2 separate regions of the Zea mays genome follow, and region 2 is linked to region 1. A link is a contact called in public Hi-C data. All regions are on one chromosome and are shown on one strand. Each heading gives the region's core, a stretch centred on a gene start, on an enhancer-like site or on the middle of the called end of the contact. The rest is flanking DNA. Distances are from core to core; before and after follow the strand shown.

What was found. Hi-C and Micro-C count contacts between places; a contact is called where the count stands out from the background.
Region 2: a contact with region 1 is called in a Hi-C map of ear, with 4 times the contacts expected there. The contact joins the promoter of LOC103641836 here to the promoter of LOC100191428 in region 1. A contact is called at or near these places in 9 of 25 Hi-C or Micro-C datasets (bundle sheath, ear, endosperm and 3 more) and 1 of 3 datasets of contacts at active chromatin or transcription factors (leaf).

Annotation. Positions count from the first base shown.
Region 1 is chr10:132,317,755-132,323,099 of Zm-B73-REFERENCE-NAM-5.0, reverse strand. It overlaps LOC100191428, which reads left to right and starts at 2,728. Exons shown (of 2, transcript NM_001136861.1): 1 at 2,728-3,193. The coding sequence starts at 2,963.
Region 2 is chr10:132,469,437-132,474,271 of Zm-B73-REFERENCE-NAM-5.0, reverse strand. LOC103641836 reads right to left here and starts at 2,394. Exons shown (of 17, transcript XR_004853289.1): 1 at 1,936-2,394; 2 at 1,752-1,810; 3 at 1,548-1,629; 4 at 1,319-1,386; 5 at 48-117.

The sequences.
Region 1 (5,345 bases), core at 1,479-3,978:
CGCCTCGCCCGAGCCCAGCCTTGGGCAAAGGCAGCCGACCCAGGAGGATTCACGTCTCGCCCGAGGGTCCCCTCAAGCAACGGACGCACCTTCGGCTCGCCCGAGGCCCAGGCTTCGCGGAGAAGCAACCTTGGCCAGATCGCCATGCCAACCGACCATATCGCAGGAGCATTTAATGCAAGGATCGCCTGACACCTTATCCTGACGCGTGCTCCTCAGTCGACAGGGCCGAAGTGACCACAGTCACTTCGCCGCTCCGCTGACCGACCTGACAGGAAAACAACGTCGTCTGCCCCGCTCCGACTGCTGTGCCACTCGACAGAGTGAGGCTGACAGCAGCTAAGTCCAGCCTCGGGCGCCATAGGAAGCTCCGCGTCACCCGACCCCAGAGCTCGGGCTCAACCTCGACGCGGGACGACGGACTCCGCCTCGACCGACCCCAGGGCTCGGACTCAACCTTGACCTCAGAAGACGGACTCCGCCTCGCCTGACCTCAGGGCTCGGACTCAACCTCGACCTCGAAAGACGGACTCCGCCTCGCCCGACCCCAGGGCTCGGATTCAACCTCGACCTCGGAAGACGGACTCCGCCTCGCCCGACCCTGGGGCTCGGACTCGACCTCGACCTCGGAAGACGGACTCCGCCTCGCCCGACCCTAGGGCTCGGACTCGACCTCGACCTCGGAAGACAGACTCCGCCTCGCCCGACCCCAGTGCTCGGACCGACCACGTCACAGGGGGGCCATCATTACCCTACTCCTAGCTAGCTCAGGCTACGGGGAACAAGACCGGCGTCCCATCTGGCTCGCCCCGGTAAACAAGTAATGATGGCACCCCACGTGCTCCATGACGATGGCGGCTCTCAGCCCCTTACGGAAGCAAGGAGACGTCAGCAAGGATCCAACAGCTCCGACAGCTGTACTTCCACAGGGCTCAAGCACTCCTCCGACGGCCACGACATCACATGAACAGGGCGCCAAAACCTCTTCGACTGCCACGACGACATGTACTTAGGGCTCTGGCTCCTCTCTGCTAGACACGTTAGCACACTGCTACACCCCCCATTGTACACCTGGGCCCTCTCCTTACGCCTATAAAAGGAAGGTCCAGGGCTCTCGTACGAGAGGGTTGGCCGCGCGGGAGAATGGGCTGGCGGACAGTCTATCTCTCTCTCTCTCCTTCGCGAACGCTTGTAACCCCCTACTGCAAGCGCATCCGTACTAGGCGCAGGACAACACGAAGGCCGCGGGTTCCTCTTTGCTGTCTTTCCCCCTTTTGTGTTCCGTCTCGTGCCGACCCATCTGGGCTGGGACACGCAGCGACAATTTACTCGTCGGTAAAAAAAAACCCAGAGTCGAAACGCCGACAGTTTTTAATGAGACGACATTACACTAACAGTCGATGACTAGCACGGGGCCATGCCGTGCCGTGCGGTGGGTCCGTTTGCTCATCTGTTGCGAATGCTTGTACCAGTGCCGCGAGCCTTAATTCAATAATCAACCAAACACCAAGATGAGCATATTTTGACCAGAGACACACGTCCATGTATCATGCTGTTGCTTCAATGAGGATACAATGAATTGTCCTGCTTAATTTTCTATTTCGTGAGTCGTACAAATGTAACAAGAAAATCACCGTTTGGCGATCAGATCACAAGCAACCTGCACTGCAGGTTAGAGCATCTCCAAAAGCTCCCCAGAAGTCTCTCATAAATCTATTTTTTTGGGAAAAACACAAAAACATGTTTTCAACAGTTCCCCTAAAGCGCCCCAACTTTTTCATAGCCCTTAAAACTCCCTCATTTGTAGCTACAAATGAGGGGTTTTTTAGGCTCCCCAGAAACAAACTGCTGCTTTAAGGGATCTGTTGGAGAAAGGATTAAAATTTACCCCTCACTTATTATTTAAATGTCCCTTAAAACTGATTTTGAGGAGTCGTTTTATGAAGAGCTCTTGGAGATGCTCTAATACGGTTATACCACGCTGTTTTTTTTTACCTTTTTTACGCCATGGTTGACTGGTTGTTTTACATTATATATATATAAGTTTGAAAATATATAAGGGTTTGAAAACCCTATTTTTAAGAGATTTCTATTTTTTAAAGAAAAATAAACTAATTTATTTTATGACTGATTTAATGATTAGGGATCACGAGAAGATCTATGGAGAGAAATCCCTTTAAAATTTAAAAATAAGGGGTAGTTTGGGAACACCATTTTTCTAGGGGATTTCCATTTTTCCAAGGGAAAATGAACTAATTTTCCTTGGAAAATGAAAATACCATAGGAAAATATAGTTCCCAAACTAGCCCTAAATAGCAAGAGAATTTCTTCTCCCAATAATTCTTGATCACCAAATCAGTCTAGTTAGTTTGAGAACTCCATTTTCTTTATAGATTTTTATTTTTTAAGGGAAATTATTTTATTTTCACTTATAAAAATAGGAATCTCTTAAAAAATGGAGTTTGAAGATAAAAATGTATTGAAAAATGAGATTGTCAAACTAACCTTCGGCTTTGTATTTTAAAGCGAGGGACCGAGGCCCAGCCAAGATGGCTAAAAAGGCCCACGGTTCCAACTAGGCGGGCCCATCACCGCCGCCGCCCGCCGGCACCGCCAACGAACCCTCCACGCTAACACGTCTCTTAATTCAAACACCCAGCTGGTTCCGTTACTCCTCCTTGTACGCTTCCTCCCGCGGCCACGAGAGAGACGAGTCAAAACAAGACACGAGCCGCACCCGCACCTCAAACGCTCCACCTCCACAGCTCCACTACCTCCCATGTCGGCTCTGCTCCCCTCCAAAACCTGCCGCCGCTTCCTCTCCCCGCACTCCTATCGGCAGCCATCGTATAATCCGTAGGCGGGTGGCGGTGTAGAGCCCCACGCCACGTCCCCGCGAGCAGTAGTCTGCGAGCCGGTTGGCCCGGCCGGGAGGAGGCGGTTTGGTTTGTGCTTTGAAGCGATGGAGGGTGCGTGGAGGAAGGTCAGGCAGGCGCTGGGCCTTCGCCTCTGCGTGCACGCGCCCGCGGCAGGAGGTGGAAATGTCCAGCCGGCGCAGTCGGGCGCGGGCGGTTGTCGGCGGGATGCCGCGGTGGCGGTGGCGGCGCCGGGCGAGTCGGGGCCGAACACCCCGGCGGGTGCGATCCGCCGGTCCAAGTCCGGGGGCAAGTCCTCCTCCTTGCACTCCTCCAAGGTGAGATTGAGATACGAGCGTTTTGAGTTTTTTTTCTCAATTGTGATGTGGTTTCAATCGATAGAAGAAAAACGCCCCGGTTTGAATGCTTGCTTTTGATCGGGGATTTGGGCGTGCTGGTAATTTCTGCCTTGCGTTTAGTTAGTTGGGAATTCAAATGCATGCTATTGGTAGTATAACGCGCCCTGCGTGTTCGATGTTTTTGTTGGCGATCTCCGTGTTGGGTTTTCGCTCGGATAGGACGCATTCTCAGTGCGAAACCTGTGTTTCACTAGCTGTTTTTAAATTTTTCCATGGAGACTTGCTCTTCTTCGGCATGAGTAGAATTTACGCTCGCTGGTTGTGCTTGTGCGCTTCTAGTAGGCTTATCATTCACCCATGCTAACAATTACAATACCCAGCTTTGATTATATGGATACAAATATAAATTGAATACGAATTGGTTACTGAATATCAGGACTCGGATACGGGATCTTAGCCCTTTTAGATGGATCGAATGCGAATATGTACAGATAATATTCGTACCATTTATATCCCTATTTAGCATGGCAGGCGACAGCATAAAGAGAAAATAAAGAAAGTAAATTGTATATGATTGACATTGTGTACTTGATTGAAGGCGAAGAATAAAGAAAACAAAGGAAAGAAAGAAGGAAAGGAAATAAAGAAAATAAAGGAATGAAAGATAAAATAAATAAGGAAAGAAAGCGTCCCGACCGTGGTGTTTGTGGGATGGGAGTGTGGGGATGAGTGATGATCTGAAGAATATCGTCCGATGGATGCGAGATGGATGCGAGTAAGAGAAATGAGAAGTTAATTTAGGATCTTGTACGTTTATTTTTAATGTGTTGACTTTTTATGTGTATTTATTGGAGTGGCTCTAGATTTATTTAAAGTGATGGAGTATACAGTATATAAGTATAGATATAAATATAGATATACTATATCATTTTGGCGTTACTGCTTTGCCTCCATTTTATTCTCTCCCTTCAGAAGGACAATCACCCAATTACTGTCCAAAACGAAGAACAAAACATTTGAATTCCTCTATTTTCGTAACATAAGCTGATTCCTAGAGATCCACATGCCTAGCGTACCAGCTGTTGTTTGTTCTGTATTCTCTAATGTCTCCGTTAGTCAATGCTTCATGGCTCAATAATGTCATTCATGTCGAAAGATTCATACGCAATATTATGCCAGCTGTGGCCTGCTCGGTATCCTCTGGCGTCTCTTTTTTAGTCAATGGCTTTCCTTAGGTAACTGCTTAACGCAAGACGCTTCCCTATCCCATCCATCGTATCTGTACTTCACTTGCTCCCCTTCTTGATAAGGAAAGGGAAAAAAAAGCTTGCTTGTCGCTCATCACGAGCCCGTGGTGGTCACGTGTAGCAAACCCCACTCTTTCCTCCTACCACCAGCTTTCTTTCTTTACGGCAGATGCTCCAACTTGACAGCTGCTATCTATCATATAGGGGGATGCAAATTGCCCAACTGATTGCTGACTGCTACTTTCTATTTTTATGTGGCCTTTTTGTCTCAATGGTACCAATTTGACAAGTAACTTGACATGGATTGCCTCACTACCTTTACATTCATGGGTTTCATGTATGCACAAACTTGGTACAAAAGGGTAAAAACAGTAAAGAGGAAGTATTAGGTGTTAAGTTGGATTTTTGAAGGATAAACCTTCTAGCTGACTTCATTTCACAGGTCTAAGTAGCTCTGACCAAATGTAACAAATAAAACTAGGAATTCTTGCGTTCAAACTTGTTGTGATGATAATTTGACAAGTACAATATCTAAAGCGAATGATGAACTAGTTGTGTTTGGTCGAGCTATGGCTTTTGAAAGAGCTGTTGTGATTGCTTTGTAGTATGTGCTGAGAGAAAGTCAAAAACCGTTTGGCTAAGCAGCTATGGCTTCTAGAGAAAACTTTTAGGGCTTGTTCGGTTATTCCTAATACACATGGATTGGATGGGATTGGAAAAAATTGAAAAGAAGTTTGACTTGTTTGGGATTCAAACCCATCCAATCCCACTCAATCCACATGGATTGAGAGCTAACCGAACAAGCCCTTAAGTGGATCCTGTACAAGCATTTCTCATGTTCAAGCGCGCAAGCAAATTAAATCTCTTAATCCGTAAGATCATGA
Region 2 (4,835 bases), core at 1,145-3,644, 150 kb before region 1:
GCTAGAATGGGGTGGGGGGGGGGCATGAAGTTATAACTTCTTGATACCTGCAGAAGATTTTCACGAGATTTTCTAATGTTAAACGTGAAATCTTCATTCCATGTTGGCTCCTTTGTCCTACAGTGATCAATTCATGAAATCACACTTCGAATCAACAATGCAAAGGACTAGAAATATTCAAGTTTTCTCTAGAAAATCATCCAAAAAACTCGACCAGCGAGGGGTAAGACTGTCCCGAGCATTGCATTAAAAAATAAAACATTCTCACATAAGGCGAGAAACCCCCGAACCCTTGCCCCGCCCATACATAGCGACATCACAGCCTATGTGAGAATAATTAGGATTAGGATATTAAAGGATGAGCACAGCTTGTGGTGCATGGCGGGAGCTAAAAAACTCCAAGGCCTAGGTCTAAAAGGGGCAACCTAATTTGTTGGGGTGTGGTCGGGTTTTGTGGTTTATGTCCTGTAGCTAGTTGGGTGTATTTTCCGCCCCTCATAATTGGTTCCCGTATGAGAGGGAGGTTGTTTGGGAACCTTTTTTCCTCTCTATAATTAATGAATCGCAGCTCTCCCTCGCTTTCCAAGAAAAGAATCAGGCCTTAGACCTATGCTTTGGCGTGGAACGAAAGAGTGGATTTTTAACCCCAACTTGAAAATTTGATCCCATGTAGAGTTGAATTGATGACCTAAGGAGTGCTACTTGTTAAAATTAAAGTGTATAAGTGGATTACCTACCTTTCTCCAATGACTTAAGATTTCCCATTAGCATAACCTTTTAGGCTGAACTTATTGGTATGTAACTTAATATGGTATCTAAGTCAAAGTTCTCGAGTTCGATCCTAGTAAATCAGCGGCAAAGCCAGCCTTGAGATTTGTCGGTGTCAAGATCATTTTATATGAGTGTCATCAACATTAAAAACAATATTTAAACAGTACTTTACACTATATTTTCTAAAATCTATCGGTGTCAGCTGACACCGGTAACTAGTTGTAGCTCCGCCCCTGTGTAAATGCAACTTAAGTCCTCCTGTGTTGAAGTGTGAAAGTGTATTGCTCACCACTTTTTAATAGCTTAATCTTTTGGGTTCATTTAGTTAGTGCGTCTACTCTAACACTACTCAAGCCACCAAACTAACTCAGCTAGAGGCCATTTTGCTCAAAACAGAATACCCACAAGTGTCATGTTATCCCGAATGAAATAAAACACTCATTATATAGTGCATAAGTCAATTTAATTTGCATATGTAAAGGAAATTCTTATTTATAATAGCACACCCAGACCCAGCATACACAAAAAAAAAGTATGAGTAACTCACGCCCATTTAATTTGGCTTTTTGCAGTTTGGCCATTCAGTTGTAGAATTACATAAGGATCACTAGTACCCTGAAAACAAAAGAATTGGCTAAGGGAATTGTTAGAGTAGAAAAGTAGCACTTTGATTAATAACTCCAAACATAAAAACGTTGTAGTGATCCACTAGAGAATGCGGCTTAATATAAATATAATGACTATTCAGCAGCATGCACAACTACGCATCATCATACCCATGGATCCATTGCAGGAAGGTTTATGCCTTTCTTCAGCCTGACGACAAGCCGTCCATCGTATACTTCACGAAGAAACACACTGCAATAGTTGTGGCATGGGTACATCATTCATAACATTTACAGTAACGGCTTAGCAATTAGCACCATATAGCTACAACAATTGGTCCAAGCTCTGTAAAGAAGGGTGGGCCTAGGACTTACTCGGACAGGAACACTGTCTGACAGTCAGCCGCATCAGTTTCGCGCCAGCCCACATCTGCCTGTGAAATACGACGACCAATCGTGCCACGTAAGCTAATCCATGGCGGTTGCCTCCACCACCGGCTTGGACTAGTCCAGTTCAAGGATAGGGACGAGTAGGTTGTGACGGGAGCAAAGTGCTCACCGGAGGACTGGTATAGGCTTCAAACGCGAACCCGGCGAGCACGACGGCGAGGTTGATGTCGAATGGCGGCCGCCGCGGCCCGTCGTCCTGCGCCACCAATCCCTCCCCAGAGCTCTCAGAATCTGGCTGCACGGCTGACGGCTGGCTGACGTCGCAGCTTATGCGGCACCTTGCCCGCAGCCCTGCCCACCGCCTCCGTCTCCCCCTCGTCGCGGCCCAGCACCGCCACACCACCGACCTGCATCCCGGCCGCCGCGAGTGCGCGGGAAGAACCGAGGTTGTTGCGCGCGCCGGCGCGACGCGGCATGCTACTGCGGGAGCACTGATCGAGGCCATATGGACTCGGCGATTGCCGTCGTTTTGGTTATGTTCACTTCGCTGTCGCTTCTAGCGAGGAGAAGCGCTCGCCGCTCGTCTGTTCGAGAGACTTCGAGTGGTGAGGGTGAAGAGAGAAGGCGCGCGCCACGAGCCCACGGTACATGATTGCGTTGCGCCACTTGCGCTGGCCTGCTCGAGGGCTCTGTGTCTGCTTGTGGGCCCCACTACGCTGGCAGTTGGGCCCAGTTACCACTGGGCACTGGGTGATCGTGCATTTCGCTAGTTGTCTGTGCTCATCAGAACGGTGACGGTAGATTGGTAGTGCAGCTAGTGCTCACGGCAATTGCCTGTGTTTGTCAGCAGTATAGGATCGCAAATCTGACAGCCTCGATCGATTTTTCCCTCGTCCCATATATGTTTAAAAAAACTGAGAATTTAGCTTCTCTGGTCTGGGCCAATATGCATTCGAATACGTCAGGTGTCCACTGTCCAGAAACGAAGTGTTGTTCGCAACAGGCACCAAAATCTCGTCAAGCAGCAGCTATACAATTCAAGACCGAGACCAGAAACGCGAGGCATGCCCTGCCGCGGCAATTTTGAAGACTTCCAGAAAGGTGTGCTTCCCATAGAAAGACTAAACTATGCTATAATCACCTTACTTCCTAAGACCGAGGAAGCAAAAGAATTAAAAAACTATAGACCAATTTGCCTATCAAATGTGAGCTACAAATTTATCACAAAAAACCTTAATAACAGGCTGGTATCATGCATTACTAAGGTCATTAGTAATTCGCAGTCAGGCTTCCTCAAGGGGAGGTACATCTTGGATAGTATAGTAACTTTACATGAGATTCTTCATGAGGTAAAAAGGAAAAACAAAGTGGAATAATGTTCAAAATTGATTTTAAAAAAGCATATGATAAAGTCAATTGATAGTTTTTATACCAAATGTTAGATAAAAAAGGCTTTGGAGAGAAATGGTGTGATTGGGTAATGAAAACAGTGAGGGGTGAAAAAGTGGCCGTTAGGACTAATGATACAATTGGTCCTTATTTCAATACGCATAAAGGGGTCAGGCAAGGGGATCCTTTCTCTCCTCTCCTCTTTAACATTGTGGCGGATGGACTAGCATGTTTGGTTAAAAAAACTCAAAATGATGGTCTCCTCGTGGGCATGGTTCCTCGCATTATCGAAAAAGGGGTAATCAGTCTGCAATAGGCAGATGACACAGTTTTTTGTTGCAAGATGATTTAAAAATGGCCAGAAATTTGAAGTTTATTCTCATTCTTTTTGAACAGATGTCAGGATCAAAAATCAATTTTCACAAAAGTGAAATATTCTATTTTGGTAGTGCTTTACAGGTCAAATAACTTTATTCAGATATTTTTACTTGTCCTGTAAATTTCCTCCCAATGAAATATTTGGGAATTCCCATTGACTGTAAGAAGTTAAGCAATACAAAATGGGCTTTAACTGATGAAAAAATGAACAAAAAATTAGGAATGTGGAAAAGTAGATTTCTTAGCATTGGGGGAGAGTGACTTTGATTAATAGGAGTCTATCAAACCTCCCCCTATACATGCATCCTTATTCTTGGCCCCTAAGCTTGTCCTAAAAAATTGTGATACTTTTAGAAAAAGAATGCTTTGGCAAGGTGGAGATAACACTAGGAAATATCATTTGGTTAATTGGCCGACAGTGTGCTCCCCAAAAGATCAAGGGGGTTTGGGAATTCTTGATCTGAGAAACATGAACATTAGCCTGTTGACCAAATGGTTATGGAGGTTGGAGACTTCGGATGGACTGTGGGAAAAGATTATCAGGCATAAATATATAAAAGACAATCCCTTGGTTGTGGTGGAAAAACAAAATATATCTCAGTTTTGGAGGGGGCTCTTGGAGAATAAAGATTCGTTTCATAAATTTTGCACAAAAAAGTGGGGAATGGAACCCATACATGTTTTTGGCTAGATATCTGGTGTGGGGATTCTCCTTTTAGAGTCAAGTTCAAAAGGTTATTTGATCTAACCTTTGACAAAAAAATCAGGGTAGACCAAGTGATCTCTTTTACTTTTCAGGGGTTGAATTTTAGAAGGCATTTGGTAGGTGAAAATGTTGTCATGTTTGAAAATTTAAAGAGAATGTGCTCTGGTATTCATTTGACCCAAGAAATGAATCGTGTTAATTGTACTCTTGGTAAAAATGGCTTCTCTACTAAATCCTTATATAATTGGATTAGTTGTGAGGGAGTAAAAGTCCCTTACAGATTTCTATGGAAAATCAAAATCCTCCACAAAATCAAGATATTTTTATGGTTGATTATCAAGAACAGAATTCTCTCAGAGGAAAATTTGATTAAAAGAAACTGGTCTGGGTCTCTGATTGCGTCTTTTGTGGGTTGTTTGAATCTACTAAGCATTTGTTTTTTGAATTCTCAGTAGCTCGATTCATTTGACGACTAATTCAGATTGCACTTCATTTGCCTACAACCCTGACAGATGTGGAGCATCTAACTGAGGTGTGGCTTAGGAACTTTGATAAGGGGTATAGAAAATTTGTTGTGGTTGGGTGCGGGGCCATTC